Linked DNA regions of Mus musculus: regions 1 and 3 are each linked to region 2. The links are chromatin contacts, called in public Hi-C maps. All regions are on one chromosome and are shown on one strand. Each heading gives the region's core, a stretch centred on a gene start, on an enhancer-like site or on the middle of the called end of the contact. The rest is flanking DNA. Distances are from core to core; before and after follow the strand shown.

What was found. Hi-C and Micro-C count contacts between places; a contact is called where the count stands out from the background.
Region 1: a contact with region 2 is called in a Hi-C map of liver, with 2.8 times the contacts expected there. The contact joins two enhancer-like sites. A contact is called at or near these places in 8 of 39 promoter capture datasets (the C10 cell line, cranial neural crest, frontonasal cranial neural crest and 5 more) and 2 of 484 Hi-C or Micro-C datasets (both in liver).
Region 3: a Hi-C map of liver shows a contact between it and region 2, with 3 times the contacts expected there. The contact joins two enhancer-like sites. A contact is called at or near these places in 8 of 39 promoter capture datasets (the C10 cell line, cranial neural crest, frontonasal cranial neural crest and 5 more), 1 of 15 datasets of contacts at CTCF or cohesin (stem cell-derived epiblast-like cells), 30 of 484 Hi-C or Micro-C datasets (the HL-1 cell line, Sertoli cells, adipose-derived mesenchymal stem cells and 17 more) and 1 of 115 datasets of contacts at active chromatin or transcription factors (astrocytes).

What each region holds. Positions count from the first base shown.
Region 1 is chr3:18,190,417-18,193,586 of GRCm38.p6, forward strand. The region is part of intron 1 of Cyp7b1 (cytochrome P450, family 7, subfamily b, polypeptide 1); the gene reads right to left. Among named protein-coding and RNA genes, the nearest start is that of Gm23686, 14 kb to the left of the region's middle. Within about 2 kb of position 1,580, at least 4 of the 459 cell types and tissues checked have an H3K27ac peak or open chromatin away from gene starts, as enhancers often do. A contact at or near this core is called in liver, where this site is marked.
Region 2 is chr3:19,066,256-19,069,153 of GRCm38.p6, forward strand. No RefSeq gene overlaps it. Among named protein-coding and RNA genes, the nearest start is that of Armc1, 95 kb to the right of the region's middle. Within about 2 kb of position 1,321, at least 6 of the 459 cell types and tissues checked have an H3K27ac peak or open chromatin away from gene starts, as enhancers often do. A contact at or near this core is called in liver, where this site is marked.
Region 3 is chr3:18,164,692-18,167,510 of GRCm38.p6, forward strand. The region is part of intron 1 of Cyp7b1 (cytochrome P450, family 7, subfamily b, polypeptide 1); the gene reads right to left. Among named protein-coding and RNA genes, the nearest start is that of Gm23686, 12 kb to the right of the region's middle. Within about 2 kb of position 1,455, at least 2 of the 459 cell types and tissues checked have an H3K27ac peak or open chromatin away from gene starts, as enhancers often do. A contact at or near this core is called in liver, where this site is marked.

The sequences.
Region 1 (3,170 bases), core at 330-2,829, 880 kb before region 2:
CTGGAGAATTTATGGTTCTTTCTACTCTGTAGGGAAGAGCCGTGATCTGCGTAGAATCAGGATTGCCAGTGGAAATCAAATTTATTTAGAACAATTACACAAGTCAGAGTTTCTATTTAAAAAAAAAAAATGCCCAGGCTAGGAAAACTAGCGACTCCTTAAATGTATTGTGGATAAATGTTTTAAATCTCTACTGAATTCCAAACAACACAGAAGTTTAGTGGGCATATACCCAAATAAACCTTCTAATACTATCTCTGATCATTTGTTTACTACCCAATTCTGTAAATTTAGTTTGTACTTAATCAAGGTGTTAAATGTATATAAAAACATTTGGCCAAAAGAAAGAATTTGTAAAACTTAGATGTTGATTGGAGACCAGTCTGTCTATCTTTCTTTGTTTTATGGTTACTACTTTGGTTTGCCTGGTGACTAGTGGCTGGTTGGTTTTTCTTTTTGTAGTTGTTTGTTTGTTGTTTTACTTCATGACTTATGCTGATCTTAGAAGTTGAGATACTCGTGCCCCAATCTTCTGAGTGCTAGGATTATAAGAGCACCACTAAATGTAGCTGGTTGGGATCTTTACTGTCTTCCAAATATTGTGTACTCAGTAATCCCCAGCTTGTAGAGCTCTTGGAAGCTGGTGGGGTGTTTAGGAGGTGAGTTCTCCTGGATGGGTTTAAGGTAAGGTAGGGATGTTCCTTCAAGGATTTTAGGATCACACATTCTTATGTGTTATGAATTTGTGTCTCCTTCCCTCCCTCCCTTCTCCCTTCCTCCCGGCATCCCTGTCTACTCCTTTCCTCCCTCCATCCCTGTCTACTCCTTCCCTCCCTCCATCCCTGTCTACTCCTTCCCTCCCTCCATCCCTGTCTACTCCTTCCCTCCCTCCATCCCTGTCTACTCCTTCCCTCCCTCTATCCCTGTCTACTCCTTCCCTTCCTCCATCCCTGTCTACTCCTTCACTCCCTCCCTCTTTCCCTCTCCCTCTTGGCTGCTGTAGCAATCTGTTTTTCTCTACCATGAGCCTTTTCAGTACAAGATCTAGCCAAGAGGTATTGAACTCTCAGAACCCATGAGCCAAAACAAATATTCCAGAAAATAACTAAGAGCAGCTTTTGATCAAAGTACAATTACACAGATTCCTTAGGCAATCCTCAAATATTTATTAAAACAAAATAGGCATACTCTTTGACCTCAAATTTTACCAATCTTACATAAACAAAAACAGCAATATAAAATCATATGGAACAAAAGACAGATCAGAATTGTTTCATGGATCTTTTAAAGAAAAGGCCATAATGAAACAAAAGAAATAAAACCTGGAAAAGAAACTAGAAAAAAAAATGTGGACTGTTAAAAGTGAAGAAGCTTACATAACACGAGTTGACTGTCAAGTTTTCACTAGTTGACTATGCAAATTTTTGACATAATATGCTAGGGAAGACAGTTTTCAAGAATGAAAACTATCAGAACACCTATATGTGCAAGAGTGCAGACCACTAGGTAAATGGTTGGTTGTCCTGTACTCATGGAGAAAAAGCCAAACAACAAGCATTGGAGGGATAATGGCAGGCAGTCATGGGGTAGGAGAGGATCATGGGTTGATAATCAAAAGAGACATTTTCCCACCCAAAGGCATCAGATTAGAGAGCATCATATTATCTGTCATTTCTGAATTTGTCAACAAATATTTCATATTTACATAGAGACTAAAGCCATAAAGCCAGTGTCATAATGAAAAGGAGAAGATACTGAGAAGTGGGCTGCTTAGAGGCTTGCCTAGCTTTGTAGGTCAATATTAAACTCCTCTTGTGTTTCTTTTATAATCTCCAGGATATATCTGAATTTCTTTTAGCCTATGGACATAAAATAAAACCATGTATTTAGAGAGTCAGAGGACAGTCATGAGAATGAATCCTCAGAACCTGGAGATCTTTAATAAATCTCTAGGCTCTCCTGTCTTTGCTTGTAGCCTCCAGGAAGTAACTACTAAAAGGATTTCATATATATACCAGGTGAGACAAAGGAAAAGAGATATGGACAAGGAAAGGAGGTAAAAAGGGAAAGGTATGAAATATTTCTTCAACATCTTCCTGCTTATGAGGCTTAACAGAAATGACAGGGATCCCTTGGTGAATGTAGTGTTAGAAAAGAAACTGAGTGCTGATTCAAAAATCTGTGTTCTAATGTTCTATTGAATATCACCCTCACTGTTAGTCTTGAGAAGGCCTACACTTTCTTTAGCAGGCACAGGGCATGTGCAAAGCCTGTAGCCATTACTATCCCCAGCCCTGGTATGAACAGTGTCTGAGATACGGCAGCAGTCAGAGAAGAAGCAGAAGGCATGCTTCCTGGATACTGGGTTCCCCTGTGAGAATCTGAGTGACACATTTTAATTAAATTGACCCACTGGAGTTTAATTAAGGTGTTATCTTCTTGAGGTGAAACTAATGGAAAATGGGCCCCTTTTATGGAACAAGAACAAAACATGTAGGCTAAGGACCCTTTGCTCTCAATTCCCTGATAAATAAAATAATTTGATAATCCTTTTCCCAAAATATTTTCCTGTTTGTACTGAGAAGCTTACTACAGGGATGATTTTAAATGATCTACAGTCTAGCCCCCATGAAGTTGTGTGTATCTAAGAAAATGGAGTCTGAATATGTCTGAATAAGCTTACTGTGCAATAGAAGCAGAAGGCCCTTCATTTCATTTAGCATGCGCTAGAACTCACCTTAGAAACTGTGAACTTTTCCCCCAGTGGACACCTGGGACTTCAGAGAATACCAAACATATATGCATGTCAAACAGGATATACCGCAAAGATAAAGCTTAATTTATAAAATAGGAACAGCAGGAGATGAACAATTGCTAACAATAAAATAGAACAATTGTCATCCTGTGTTGTGATAATAGTGTCCAGAACAGCAAGCACTACTCAGAACAGTGTAATCTAAATTTTCAATATTATTTCTGGAATTTTTCCCTTAATGATTTTAGGACAGACTTGATCACAGGTAACCAAAATGACAGAATGCAAAACCTACTGCATGAACAACTAGTACTGATACAAGTTCTAGAATACACTGTGAATATCATTTTTAAGACTAAGCTTCATGTGCATCAGGGTTGTATTAAATTCGATATATATATTATATATATACAGA
Region 2 (2,898 bases), core at 71-2,570:
TTTCTTGGTGTTTTGATTATTATGTGTCGGGAGGAATTTCTTTTTTCCTATCTATTTGGAGTTCTGTAGGCTTCTTGTATGTTCATGGGCATCTCTTTCTTTAGGTTAGGGAAGTTTTCTTCTATAATTGTGTTGAAGATATTTACTGGCCCTTTAAGTTGGGAATCTTCACTCTCTTCTATACCTATTATCCTTAGGTTTGGTCTCCTCATTGTGTCCTGGATTTCCTGATTGTTTTGGGTTAGGAGCTTTTTTGCATTTTGTATTTTCTTTGACTGTTGTATCAATGTTTTCTATGGTATCTTCTGCACCTGAGATTCTCTCTTCTATTTCTTATATTCTGTTGGTGATGCTTGCGTCTATGACTCCTGATCTCTTTCCTAGTTTTTCTATCTCCAGGGTTTTCTCCCTTTGTGATTTCTTTATTGTTTCTATTTCCAATTTTAGATCCTGGATGGTTTTGTTCAGTTTCTTTACCTTTTTGGTTGTGTTTTCCTATTATCCTTTAAGGGATTTTTGTGTTTCCTCTTTAAGGGCTTCAAGCTGTTTACTTGTGTTCTCCTGTATTTCTTTAAGGGAATTATTTATGGCCTTCTTAAAGTCCTCTATCACTATCATAAGAAGTGATTTTAGATCTGAACGTTGCTTTTCCAGTGTGATGATGTATCTAGGACTTGCTATGGTGGGAGAATTGGGTTCTGGTGATGCCAAATAGCCTTGGTTTCTGCTGCTTATGTTATTATGCTTGCCTCCCTCCATCTGATTATCTCTAGTGTTACCTGCCCTCGATATATCTGACTGGAGCCTGTCCTTCCTCTGATCCTGGTTGTGTCAGAATTCCTAAGAGTTCAGCTGTCTCTGTGGTCCCATGATTCTGTGATCCTGAGATCCTGGGTGTGTCAAAGCTCCTGGGATTCAAACTGCCTCTGAGACCCTGAGATCCTGGTGTGACCAAGCTCCTGGGATTCTAGGATCCTTGGCTCCTGGGTTTATTAGAACAGCTGGGATTTGAGCTTCTTCTGGGTGTTGTGAGACTGGCTGCAGAGTTTGTGCCCAAGGTCTGTTCAGGGCACTGGCCCAGACCGGAAGGAAAGGGTGCCACTGGTTGGGTAGAGTTCCTGGGTGCCTGGGTCCTGCTCAAAAATGGACTAATTTATAACCTAGTTTGTACATGATAGATAAATTCCTGTGTCCATGAACCTATGCTGTTAAAGCAGTGAGAATTTTAGAAGAGAGACTGATGCCTCAATTGTAACACAGATCAAAGTACACATGCACTTAGGTAAACACAGTGAAAATTATTAACAGCAGCTGATGTTTCCAGCTTGTCATCAAGTAAAACCTACTCTTTGACCTCTTGAAGCAGGTTTGAAGGCTAGTTAGTCTCTAGGCTTCGTAAGAAATTGATTGGAAAAGGTCACGCTGTCTTGACAAGTGGTTCACAGAAGCAAAGAGCAAGGAAAACTGATAAATTCTGATGCTACTCACACATTCCAAAGCTTGTAAAGAACAAATGGGGGGCGGGTAAAAATGAAAGAAAACCTGAGATGAAGCCTAGCCTATCACAAAACAGGCTAATGACGTGGAACATGGAAGCAAAGGGATGTACCCTGTCTGCATTGGCTCTGGTCCCTCCTTGCCCTAGACTCTCAGAAGCTCTTAATGTCATGTTGGGAAAGTCTTGGCTCCCAGGTCCTCATAATAGTCCATGCTGTTATGTAAAGGAGTAAGCTGGCCTCTTCAAACAGGAAAGCCAGCAGGACACTTCTGTGAAATGTGGATCAGTACTAGTCTCTGGCTTTCCCAGGGTCACAGAGGATACTTTTCCATCATTGCTTCCCTGGGTGTCATTTACCTCCCTGCCCCTGCCCCACCCCCAACAGAGGATAAACAGACCTGTAAAAGGGCCATTTATATGGTACCTACTTGCTGGGCCTAGCTTACTACGTTCCATTTCAGTAAATCATCCAACAAATGGGCACCAAAATCCAAGTGTACTCTCACACTCTTCAAACAGTAACTATAGTTTATTATTTATTTTATGAAGAACTAAAGGAGTTGCTGGTTTTCATAGAAGACCTCTGTAACCCCAGCACTCAGAAAACAGGAATTGTATAGTGAGAAATTTTTCTGAAAATGTCTCACCTTCGAAAAGAATGAACTTTTGCCACTTTGCAGCCAAGTTAATAATATACCTTGAGTTCATTTAAGACCATTTAAGATCGTGTACTCGCCCTGCTACCCTAGTGTGCAAAGCCTGCTTAATTTTAACCTACCGTTGGGAAAACAACATAATCAATCTTACTATGCCTTGTGTGTGCCTGTGCAAGAGCAAATTGTGGAAGTCTTCCTCCTCCTGTCGTCACAAGCCACTAGGTTGAAAACAACCTTAAACAAAACAAATATAGCATAAATATTGGAAGTAACATGTGGATATAGGTTGATAACACATTTGTCGTTTTGAGTGCTATTCTGGGTCAGTTGAGGTCAGTGAAGTAACTTGTTTCCTCATGAAACTTTGTTAAAAGAGTTTTGCAAAAAGTATCCTTCATTCCTTTCTCATGCCATGTTTTTTGTGCTACTCAATAAGTACAAAACAAAAGTTTTTGTTAAGGACAGATACATGTCAGACAAGCACAAGGAGACAGAAACAATGCCACAATCAATAGATCAGACAAGTACAATAAACATTAGATACACATTACAAATACATGGCCAGTAACCATGAACTATAGGCAGACAGAAGATCGGGGAAGAGAAGTGAAGAATTCAAATTTGGGTTCACTCTTGGTCAACTTAAACTTAGGAAGAAGTTTCTGTTTTCATTCCTTAATTTGATATTGACACATTGTGGTGTACCCACTAAGGTTTCTACACACATGCACACAGACACACACA
Region 3 (2,819 bases), core at 205-2,704, 900 kb before region 2:
TAGTATTTTTATAGTAAGGGGAGGGCTGATGGCACATATCTAAAACATAAACGTGACTGTCTGGAAGTCAAGCCAAATGGATTTTGTCTATTGCAAAAGTACAAGGAATGAAAATAAGCTGTGTACAGCACAAGAAATGAACAGACATCAGCACCTCTAAGGATTAAATGCTCAGTCGGCCATAGTTATGAAATTGTGTCTGTACCCATCAGTTGTGGAAATTAAAGTTAATATTATAAAAATAAAATCTCATTAGAAATTTTTACTTAAGCTGCTGGCAGGTGATCCCCTAACAGGGCTGGTGCTGACGGCATCTCCTTTAGGTCATTCCTTGTGAAATGCCTTCTGGGATCAGCTGATTAGCCAAATATGTTTTCTCACATCTTTAGTTCTACTTTCTATGAGTTAGTTGTTTATCAATTAAGGTGATAAATACCAGTGAGTCTGGTTACAGCAGAAATACAGCAATGTACCCTCTAGGAACCTCGCAGTAAGAGCTGTGTGCAAAGTTCAACAACTGTGAAGGAACTATTAAGGAGGACATACACACAAGTGACCTTGACTGACACGCGCACTTCATTTCTGCAATAAACAGCAGTGGTGCTGATAACTGCTCATTGGCGCAGAGAGTAATTACCTATCTGTCAGCGTTGCTGGTGTGTGCGAAAGAGTATAAATGAAACATACATAATGTGTGGCAATAATATCAGGCATGCAGAACCTAATGCATTATCATCATTCTCAGGACCCAGGTTTATGTGGCTGCCACCACTGAGTAAATGCCTCCTAGCCATGATAATTTCATTCTAATCTCTCTTCCATATTATAATTTTCATTGCTAAAAGATACTAAGGAGCAATACGTTTCAATCAAGGCTAAATAGAACACGACCTGTAACTAGCTATTTTATACACCTATATATTTTTTCTTTCAAAAATTTTAGTCAATTTATGAAGAGACAGGAATAAGCTATAAATTTCTGTGTGACAATCCCTGTCCGTGCCAATGTCACCATGTCTAGAGATGGGGTGGAGGAAGCCTAGGGAAGGGTCAGCAGTTTTACCTCCCATTTTTCCAACAACAAAAACATCCATCTTTTAAACTCCCATTCTGTTCTGAAGCAGAAGGTTAGAATGCATTTTGAACAAAATAGCGTCCATTGACAAAAGGAAAACAATCCAGTTTCTAAGATCAATTATCTTCATTTACTTGAGTACTGTAACGGCACAAGAGAAGCACAGGGAGCTATATAGTCACACACTCTGCTGTGTCACAAAGCTGTCCAGCTTATGCTTTGTTGTTTCATTCTCCTGTGAAATCCTGGTTTTAACACCAGGTGAAAGGAATCAACGATACACAGGTAGCCAAGACTGGCACCTCTCTGCTAGATAGAGGCTGAAAACCTGGAAACAGTATCCCAAACTAGATACAGAAGCAGCTACTAGATGACCAGCTGAGTCCAAAAAGAGAGTAAACAACTATAATCAGCAAGGCATCATTTTAACTGATCTAGTTTTTCTCTTTATAGCAAAAGAATGTACTTTGGAGACTTTACGTAATCATGAATAACTATTGCAAAATCTATTTCCTCAGAGGGAAAAAAGATTTTATTGATTGAACAACATCACCTTTCAAAAACTTAAGAAGTGAATGATAATGAGCAAGAATACTGAGTAACATTTTTAATTTCTGTGCTTTTGTTTGCTGATTTCTCATAGTGGTTTTCTTGAGCTAAAATTGTGAGCAATATTTGATCTAGAGATTCATCAAATCAAACACAGCTCAAGTTTCCGTTTCTTCTCTTTCTATATTTCTGATCAGGAGAAAAACTAAGAAATAACCAATAATAAGTTGCATAGAAATGTGATTTATTATATCCCAAAGACACACTTCTATTTGAAAGAAGGAGAAATCCTCAGGTCATCTTTAACATTAAGAAATAAAACTTATTCAAGTTCGTCACATCATGACACTAAACAGCTTATCTACTTGACTGTGTTGTAGCCATCTTGATTGTCTTGCCAGAGTGATCTGGTAAAGATTTTAGCTAAGTTGTAAGTCACTTAACCAAAGCTATCATTTCAGCATATTAATTGAAACTGATACATCATTAATGCCTACAAAGTACAGAGATTGATCTCAGTGGCTTCCATTTGATCCACATGATACTATTTGTCTGAGTAATTTAAGTCTTTCCTAATGTGTAATATTACATGGGCTTTTCAGAAGTGCTTAAGAATATTAACAATACAGTACTTCCCAGAATACAGACAAATTTCAGGGAGAGACATAACTTTATTTCATTGATCCTAAGAAGGCCTGAACTGTTTTTTATTGTTGTTGTTGTTCTTGTTTGGTCTTTTTATTTTATTTATCTATTTTTTTACATGTTAATCTAGTGGGTAAAACTTCTTAGGATTCCAAGTAGTAAGAACAGGAGGGTCCCAGCATTGTATCACCAAAGTATCTTATTCAGCCCTTTCACTCAAGGAAACACAGTATCTTAACCTCTTATAGCTGTGAGGATCCATTACATCCCTGATCTCCAAGTGTTCCAAACTACAGTAATTACATCTTAATAAAATCCCCAACCAAATTATATATTCATTTTATACTAACATCTACTTTATGTATGTATGCCATAAAACCTCTAGTTAACTGATTGGACTCTGTGTGTGTGTGTGTGTGTGTGTGTGTGTGTGTGTGTGAGAGAGAGAGAGAGAGAGAGAGAGAGAGACAGAGAGACAGAGAGACAGAGAGACAGAGAGACAGAGAGACAGAGAGACAGAGAGACAGAGAGAGGGGGGAGGGAGGGAGAG